2 separate regions of the Mus musculus genome follow, and region 1 is linked to region 2. A link is a contact called in public Hi-C data. All regions are on one chromosome and are shown on one strand. The core of a region is the stretch at or near the end of the contact, and the rest is flanking DNA. Distances in the headings are between cores, read along the strand shown.

Evidence for each region. Hi-C and Micro-C count contacts between places; a contact is called where the count stands out from the background.
Region 1: a contact with region 2 is called in a Hi-C map of cerebral cortex, with 1.7 times the contacts expected there. The contact joins two enhancer-like sites. A contact is called at or near these places in 1 of 39 promoter capture datasets (hippocampal neurons), 3 of 484 Hi-C or Micro-C datasets (cerebral cortex, embryonic stem cells and granulosa cells), 1 of 115 datasets of contacts at active chromatin or transcription factors (double positive thymocytes) and 1 of 9 other capture datasets (pancreatic islet).

The regions. Positions count from the first base shown.
Region 1 is chr5:52,513,807-52,518,429 of GRCm38.p6, reverse strand. No RefSeq gene overlaps it. Among named protein-coding and RNA genes, the nearest start is that of Ccdc149, 45 kb to the right of the region's middle. Within about 2 kb of position 2,264, at least 36 of the 459 cell types and tissues checked have an H3K27ac peak or open chromatin away from gene starts, as enhancers often do. A contact at or near this core is called in cerebral cortex, where this site is marked.
Region 2 is chr5:52,389,078-52,393,774 of GRCm38.p6, reverse strand. It overlaps Ccdc149 (coiled-coil domain containing 149), which reads left to right. Exons shown (of 13, transcript NM_001379231.1): 10 at 1,028-1,104; 11 at 2,654-2,686. Among named protein-coding and RNA genes, the nearest start is that of Sod3, 28 kb to the right of the region's middle. Within about 2 kb of position 2,069, at least 11 of the 459 cell types and tissues checked have an H3K27ac peak or open chromatin away from gene starts, as enhancers often do. A contact at or near this core is called in cerebral cortex, where this site is marked.

The sequences.
Region 1 (4,623 bases), core at 1,015-3,514, 120 kb before region 2:
GCTCTTTTAACGCAAGCCATCGGGTACCCAGCCAAGACTGTCAGTATGGAAGAGAGCTCAGATACTGGTGAGACCAAAACTGTGCAGACCATAGCAGCTGGATGCTATTTTGGCTCAAAGCCCCTTACCACACCCCACTGTCTAGACCAGCACTGTTCTATAAAATAGAGTACAAACCCCAAAGTACATTTGGGGTAAACTTGAATACATTAAAAACAGCAAAGAAGCTGGGTATGTCTGGCCCAGCACTTGGGGAGCCAAAGCAGTGGGTATGTAACTCAAGACTTGCTCTGTCTACATAGTGAGACCCAACTCAGAATAACCAAATAAACAAACAAAATGCAAAATGAATCTGAATTATTCTTTGGGTCTTATCTTTCATAATCTTATACAAAGTAGCAATGAGACACTGTCCCGGTTTGGATGGACAATGCCCACCCCCAATCCCAGGCTAATACATTTAAACACTTGTCAGTTGGTAGTGTTGGATTGTTTGGGTTTTGCAGAGGGCTGGAATGGGGGGTGGGAGTGAAGGGTAGGGGATGGGGCTGTAGTTAGGAGGTGGAGCCTAGCTAGAGGAAGTGAGTGTCCACTGGGTGGGTGGAGGCTTATAGACCACCCTGTTTCTTGTTCCCTCTCTGCCTCATTAGCTACCAAGAAGCCTCCTGATTCTGCTGCCATGGTGGAAACTGTCCCTGTAGCCATGCCTTCAATAGCATGGTGGACTGTGCCTTCAATATATGAGGCAAGCAAATCTTCCCTTCTGGTCTTATATTTACACATAGCAACAAGAAAAGCAGCTGACAACATCTGTGCGGGGATGTAACTTACTCCGTAGAATGTTCACAGAGCAAGCCCAAGGCCCTGGGCGGACACCCAACAAGGCGTAACCTGAATGCAGTGACCTCCTTCTATAATGGAACACAGTTGGGGTTGGGCTTGGATGTAGAGGTTCAAGGTCATCCTCAGCTACATGGCAAGTTTGAGGCTAGCCCTGACCAGCGATCCAGACTCAGGAAAGAAAAAGGAGCGTAACAAATACAGTACCTCTGCCCATATCCAGCAGCACCACTTACACTGCAATACATCCTAGTGGGATCAGTGGTCCCCTTTACTATACTCAGACACGTGGTGACCCTAGGCATCTGTGACCCCAGACACTGCACCAGGCACTACATCTACACTTGGGAAACTTGTTCTCAGTTGGATATTTGAATCCCTTTTCCCTCCATGGGAATGTACATTTCTAAGTATATATATATTTTTTACCGATATATTAATTGCATATTTTCATGAGGGTACAGTGTGACATTTCAGTCGTCAGGGTGATCAGCAGTATGTATCCTTCATCCCAGACAGCTACCATCTTCTTACCATTCCCACCCTCCCTGCCATCAGGGAAAGGGAGGGAGTTGAGGCTGTCATGTGACTGCAGTAGAGATATTGAACGTACAGACAGATCCCTGGAGGCAATCATACAGCACCCAGGACGAGGAAGGTCCCCGAAGATGAAGAAGTGCCCCATTCCAGGACTATTACTGCTATTGTTGGGAGCTTTGCTTTGGTGCTGGAGAAGAGCTCAAAATGGTGCCCGATTTACAGGAAAAGCCTAAAGATGGCAGTGGTCACTGTTACAGTCAGCTATACAGCTGTGTCCTAAAACCACGCCCACATGCATGCATGAACAAATTCATTACAATAAGGTACACAGGTGGGTTCTATGGCTAGTGTGTATTGTGGGTATATACCTATTCGAAGGTGGATGTTTGAGTCTGTAGGGGACTATACCTGCTTTTAGGATATCTGTATACTTATTTCACAGGTCCTCAAATGTACTTTGTAAGTAAGAAATTAAATATTACAACTCCTTTCTACAATTGAGTAAACCAAGCCAGAGAAATCGAACTGCCTGCTCCTGTTCCCACAGCCAGCCTGGCCTCAGAGACTCCTGTCACCCCCCATGGACAGAGATCGTGCATAAACAGCAATTCTGGGGCAACAGGTGTCTATCCTGGGAGTCTGCTCTTAATCTCATCGCCAACACCTGCCACGCCCATCCGGCGGGAAGAACCAGTCTCGGCATCTCAGGGCTCCTCCTGTCCTGGAAACCGGCTGCAGCCAGCCACAAAGAGAAACGTGGAGCGGCAATTGCCGCCTCAACAATGACAAGTGATGAGGCACAATAGGAGGATCGGGCCTGTAATCAGCTTCAAGCTATACTTAGCTATTTACGAGTCCTGCAGCTCGCTCCAGAGCGTGTGAGAGAAGCGCACACCCTCGGCCCAGCGCTTGCTCATCACCGCTGCGCACCATGCGGAAAAGGACCCCTTTGTGACAGCGCCACAAATTACAGCCCAGGCAATCTGAGTTTCAGTTGGTGGATTCTTCTCTCTCCTAAAAGAAAAATCTGTGTTAAGCTTAATTACAGTCTGTCATTACCCGCAATCTTATAATGATCCAAAGTCCCAGGCAAAATGATAATAATAAAAAAGGAAAAGTGAGCGAGGATCAATTCAAATACGAATAGAAAAGATCTAGACAAACGCTGGGGAAGGGAGGTGATGGGGCATTATTCAGAAACAATCGGGAATGAAGACCAGCATCTCCGGAGGTAAACACTTGTTCCGGCTCCATTGTCTGTGTACCAGGCGCAGGGCTCAGCGCTAACTTTCCTCATTCTTGGCATCTTGAATCCCGTCGCTCTGACATTCGCCTTATAAAATGTAGGGAGCAGCTCCTGGGATATGGGAATGCCCATCATCAAAAGACCTAGTTGTAATAGGACAACATCTCTCGCATCCTAAGAAGGATGCCTGAACAGACTGAAAGTGTTCGCTGATTGCGTTCATCTTATGGCAAGAAAAAGGTGGGCAAGGCATAGGGGGAGGTTGACCGACGACACCTTTTAAACCAAGTTTTCTTTTGTCAGTTTTTACTGACCCACGGTGGCTTCCTTCTCAGTTCTAGAAGTCCACTGAGTGCGCCCTCTTGTGGCCGCATAGGAAGTGAAAATGATCTCGTCCCTCCACCCCTCTGCTGAGTAAGTGGGGGCCTAAGCTGATGGAGTTTGAGACTGGGTGCCAAAGAATGGGCAATCAAAAGGTCTCAGAAAGACAAGCCAATCTTCCTGGAACCGGGGTGTGTTCTGGACTCCACAGAACTTTTTGAGACCATGTAGATGTCAAAAGAAATCTTTTCCTGTACTGTTTATCAAATATCTGGAAACAATTATCCCATAGTGCATATATATATATATATATATATATTTGGTTTTTCGAGATAGGGTTTCTCTGTGTAGCCATGGCTGTCCTGGAGCTCACTCTGTAGACCAGGTTGACCTTGAACTCAGAAATTCACCTGCCTCTGCCTCCCAAGTGCTGGGATTAAAGGCGTGTGCCACCATGCCTGGCTATAAAATAATTCTTGATTATTTCCTACATACTGCTTATGAGAATTTCTTACCTGTCAAGAAAAAGTGTAGGGACCTGTTACAGTGAGACTATGAGTAGGAATTCCATCTTGGGGACTAAACATCAACGCACTGGAGTCATGTCTTACTTTTCCATGACCAAGGCATCCTATAGAAGAAAGACTTCTAGGGGTTTTACAGTTCCAGAGGGTTAGAATTCACAATCCTCGTGGTAGGGAGCATGATGGCAGGCAGGCAGGCAGGCAGGCAGGCAGGCAGGCAGGCAGGCAGGCAGACAGGCAAGGCATAGGAGCAGTAGCCAAGAACTGATATCCTGACCCACAAGCGTGAGGAACAGGGAGTGACTAGAGTCTTTCGAAACTCAAAGCCTACCCCCAGTGACCATACCTCTTCTAATGAGAGCCACATGTCCTAATCCTTCCAAAATAGTCTTACTAAGTGAAGTATTCAAATGTCACCTATGAGGAGCGACAGTCTCATTCCAACCACCCCTTTTACTTTCTGGATCCCACAGACTCTTGGCAATATCATAATACAAAATAGTCAAACTTCAAGACTCTCCATAGTCTTTTACTGTGTCAACACTGTTTAAAAGACTCAAGGTAACTGTAACACCCTCCCCCCCGTAAAATCTGCATAGTTCTAACATACAGTGACATAGTATGCATTACCATTCCAAACAAGGAAGAAAGGAGGGGCTGTTAGGAAATATGGAACCAAAGGAGAACCAAAACCCAGCAGGGCACACTGAATCCTGTAGCTCCATGCCTGATGTCCAAGGCTCCACTCTTCCATCTTTGCTGACTGTAACATACTTTTCTCTTGGGCTGGGTCCACAGACTATCTGCAGCTCTCCTTGATAGATATCCCAAGGCTCGGGCCCCTCTGGCCCCTCTGGCACCTCAGGGTCTCTAACACAATGTGGGCTTTACTTTCCCGTCTTCTTACAGTGGCCTCTCTGAGCTGCCAGACAGGACTCCATTGCTACACACCTGACTCCAGCAGCCCCCCTTAACCTCTCAGGATTCCACAGCTCCCCTACTTGCGTATTCTTCATGGTTATGATGCCGGAGTCACCTGCCTGACGCTTCAAGTTTGAGGCCAAGTTCAGCCATCTAGGCGGGCCTGATGGAGCTTGGCCCCCTCTTTGAATTACATTTGCATATGCCTTACTGTGTTGTTGCTTTTTAGAG
Region 2 (4,697 bases), core at 820-3,319:
AATAAAGGCTGGTTTCCATTTCCAGACCACTGGAAAGCAAGGTTTTGGATGGCTGTCAATCACTTCTCCACTATGTTTAAAGTCTGGAGCAAAGGAGCAGATGTTTACCTATGCATGTGTACAAAGCCTGCCTTCCACGCACACAGTCTGATCTTTTCCAGTGTGTGTTTCAGAACTTAGATATCTCAGCGAGTCAGAATGCTGTATAAAGGTCAGAGGAAGTCTTGCCAGAGTCAGTTCTCTCCTTCCACCACGTGGGTGCTGAGAATCGAACTTGGGTTGCTGAGCTTGCCATCAAATGCCTTTACCTGCAGAACTATGACACAGTCCCACTGGGAGAAAATGAAAAGCATGTGTGATGACGTGCACTGTACAAAATTCCCAAATAATTAGTTATGTTAGGGGGGGAAGAAAACGCTTGTGAAATTCTTATTCTTTACCTTTTCCATAGATGATTACAGATTATGAAGAAAGAAAAAGCACATGTTTAAGTACACATACTTATCGGTCACCTACACTGTGCCAGGCATTGTTCTTGATATCCAGGGCATGCACATCAGTAAGACCTAGTGTGGGGCTGTGAACGCTGATCTTATTATTTCATTGCCTCAGAAGAAACATTTCCAAGTGTGTCTATCTATATCTTACCTATTGGTTCCAAAAATCAAACATGCTCTCAAAGACGATCTGATGCTCCTAAGGGCATTCAGAATCAATTGGCATCTTTAGCAGTGAGCAGTTCTCGAATGGAAATTCCTTATGATGTTTTGGGCAGTGGTGGAAAAATTGTTTAACCTCCAGGGAATTGCCTTGCAGAACAGAACGCAACTGAATAATGTGTGCGTGCGTGCTTTGTGGTACTTTCTATTTCCACATGGACTTCCCATGAAGTGTGTGTTGTGTGCACATGTGTACCTGCGTGCCCTTTTTAGATCCTAAGTCTATTGACTTTCCTATTACCCACCACCTTGGTGCAAGCACTGACAAGTGACGTCATCTCCTCTTATTATTTTCGTACCTTTTCTAGGATCCTAGGGAATCGAGTGGCAGAGCTGGAGAAGAAACTAAGAACTCTGGAAGTTTCTGGCTTGTGGAGTCTTCCAGGTAAGCAGAAACTTCTGAGCAGTGGCTTTCGTCTAGTTTAGGATTTTGTTCACCTTTTAAAAGAACTTTCTTGTATAACTTGCCAAGAAAATTCTGCCTGTTTGAGGCCCTTTGAATTGGAGGCTGCTGAGAAACAGCTCATAAGTGTTTCCAAGTGAGAAACCTATCCCATGGCAAGACCAAGAAAGGAACAAAGTCAGAAATATACCATGTATTTTCAAATTCTCATCAGTGGGGCACTGAAGTTCAGGTAGCCTAATGTCTCAAACTGTTAGTGTGTGTGTGTGTGTGTGTGTGTGTGTGTGTGTGTGTGTGTGTGTGTGTATGTGTGTGTGTGTGTGTGTGTGTGTGTGTGTCTTTGTGTCTCTGTGTGTTAACCTTTGGAATGCCCGTGAGTTGTTTCATTTCTTATCAGTAGTCATCTTATAAAGATTTGTTCCATGTAACCTTCCCTCCTAAAACGAATGGGAGAATATACAAAGATTTGTTCAATTTAATCACCGACCCTAAAAACGAATATAAGATCTTACAAAGATTTGTGCAATTTAATCATCAGTCCTAAAGTGGAATGTAAAACCGCACAAAGATTTGTTCAGTTTAATCACCAGTACTAAAAATGAAGAGCCAACCGTTCCTCCAATCCAGATGCACTTCACAACGACCTTCCCCTGCCTAGCCCCTCCCAACAGTTTTATGGAGCTTGAAAACAAAAATTTCTTGAGGAGATTTTTCTCCCCACATTTGTCCAATGTGTGAGGAGCCGTAGTGCTTCTCTCTAATGAGCTATACTTATCCCGCTTATCCCAGTAAAATACCCCTCTCAGGAGACCCCGTCAGTTCTTCACTTTCCTCTTTACGCTGTTTGGAAACTTATATTTATCATTTTCTGCCGCCTCCTGGTTCCCTGGAAGGAACATTGTCCGGGTATTTTTAGTGTCTTACCCTTTCAGCGCAAAGCGGTCTCCTCTCCGCGCGGCTCCCGTGGGCTGCGTTCCTGTACGAGGGATGAGAAATGAAAATTGCCACAGGAGAGGAGGTGGACAACATGACGTTTTCCTCAGTGGAAATCTGAATAGCTGCCTTAGGTTGCCTGCAAGTGTGTTTCATAAATTGGAATTTTTTGCAGCGATTTCTTGAACTGGATGTCAAAAGACCTCACAGAACTAATTAGTGGCGAGTGCCGTCCTGGGGGTTTGAATGGTCCACTTTGCACCAGGCGCTTTTGATGATGTTCAAACTGCATCTTCTGTAAAGGCCTTTCTTTTACTGCATTGAATTTCAACACAGACAGACAAATTTGTCATTTATTTGTGCAGTCAAATTGCTGTTTTTGTACATGTACCAAAGCTTTGATTTTTTTTCTCCCCTCTCAAAAATGACTTGGTGAATTTTCTTACTGTTTCGTTTGTGTGGTTTATGTAAAAAGATGGATGTTGAATGCGTGAATCAATGCTGGGAATTTCCTGTGTCTGGTGTTTGTTTGTTCAGGTGGGATTTCAATGGCTGTTCTACAATAATGAGTCTTTTCCCCTTCCTTTTGCTGCCGAAGGCCTGAGCTACAATGTTTCAGTCGGATTCGGGAGTATGTTCATTTTGAAATATTCAGGGTTTCTTGTAGCTAATATGGGGTTGCATGCTGTCCTCCATGTGTATAAATGGTAGAAGGTAGAAATTTGTTATCCACCTTTTAGTGAATATTCTAGGTAGAATAACTTATTGAAATAGGGGATTCAATTAGTGCAAAGCAACCATTAGTGAGTACAGTTAGCTTGAAGGACCAGCCTCAGCAGGTTTTAGGCTGTAGGCATAGGGGTTCCAGTCTCTGGCTACCACACAGATATAAAGGGGGCACAGAAAAGGAAGAGGGAGGGGGAGGGAGAGGTACTTTCCCCCCTTGGATACAGCCTCACTTTGGAGCACACATGAAGGATGTGTGGAGATAGCCTTGTGTTAGGGAGTCTGCAGTCCTGGAGAGTAAGGACAGGGAGTGGGGTATTTCTTCCTGTGTGAATCACATTTTGGCTGCCTGACTCCTGCTTTTGTGTGTCTCCATACTGGAGGGCAGAGCGAAAAGCAACGTGTTCTCTCCTCCCCACACCTCCTCTGCCTCCCCCGTCTCTTCGTTCTCATCGACTCCCCAAGCAGCAGCTGAATCACAGTCGAAGTTTCTGAGTCCCAGGAGTTTGGGAGAACTGTCTTATTTACAAGCATCTCAAAGGGAAGTGTCCTCTCCAGAAAGTCAACCCATCCATGGACTGGTCCATCCATGGGCTGGCATCCAGATTGAGCTTCAGCTCTGTGAATACAGTGCCATGCCAGGCAACCTGGCCCCTGTTCCCCTCAAATCTCTAGTCTATCCACGGAAGCAAAATGAATCTCCATCAGGCAGTGATGAGGAAAACAGAAAGGATTCCACGCTTAGTGTTGGCTGAGTGCTCAAGAGAGAAAGACTAGTGAGATGATGTGAAGAGTCATCTGATGCCCCTCTGTGAAGAGCAGTTAAAAGCAAGAAGATTCAGGGTGACAAATACTTGGTGTGCATTAGGTACAATCATTCTCACACCCATGACAGACATTGCTAATTGTTTTAGTTAGGGCTTTACTGCTGTGAACAGATACCATGACCGAGGCAAATCTTAACAAGGACATTTAATTCGGGCTGGCTTACAGGTTTGGAGGTTCAGTCCATTATCATCAAGGTGGGAACATGACAACATCCAGGCAAGCACGGCACAGGAGGAACTGAGAGCCCAACATCTTGTTCCGAAGGCAAGCAGGAGAAGACTGCTTTCAGGCAGCTAGGATGAGGGTCTTAAAGCCCACACTCACAGGGACACATTTTTTTCTAACAAGACCACACCTACCCCAACAAGGCCACACCTCCAAATAGTGCCGCTTCCTGGGTCAAGCATATGCAAACCACCACAATAATCTATCACAGCATTGTCCCCGGCTGATGCGGCATCAGTCTTCCATATTGGCCAGCTTCTAGTCAGAGCTGATGTGGAAGAACACTTTCATTTTCCCTAATCTAATCTGATATGCTTATTTTAGCACAGGAAACAGGGAGGGAGTTAGATGACGCATAAGGTCATACATTTTAAGTTTCACAAGCTATCTTCTATGGGTGCCGGATGACTGAAGTTCTGAGCCAAGATACACAGGCAAATGATATACGTGGAGACTGGATGCCAGACCAGAGAGGAGGGGTCCTGAGGGTGGAAAAACCTCTTCCACACTGTAGTGGGCTGTCTAAGAGTCTGCAGGGCAGAAGGCTTCTTGTGTCTCTGCTTCCTGCCCCCCCCCCCTCACTTCTGACCAACACCATCAAGTTTTGTTTTGTTTTGTTTTATGAGAGAGCCTCATGGATCCCAGTCTAGCTTTGAACTTGCTACGGTAGCTATGGATAGGCTTGAACTTCTGATCCTCATCCACCGACCTCAGAAGTGTTAACCTCATAGGCATCCACTATCTATCACTCCCTGTCCATCAGTGCTGTGAACTGAACCCAGGGACACAGGCTTGCTAGACAAGCCCGCTACCAATACGTTACATTCCCCAGCCTCTTCACAGAGTTCTTGATGGTGTTTGCT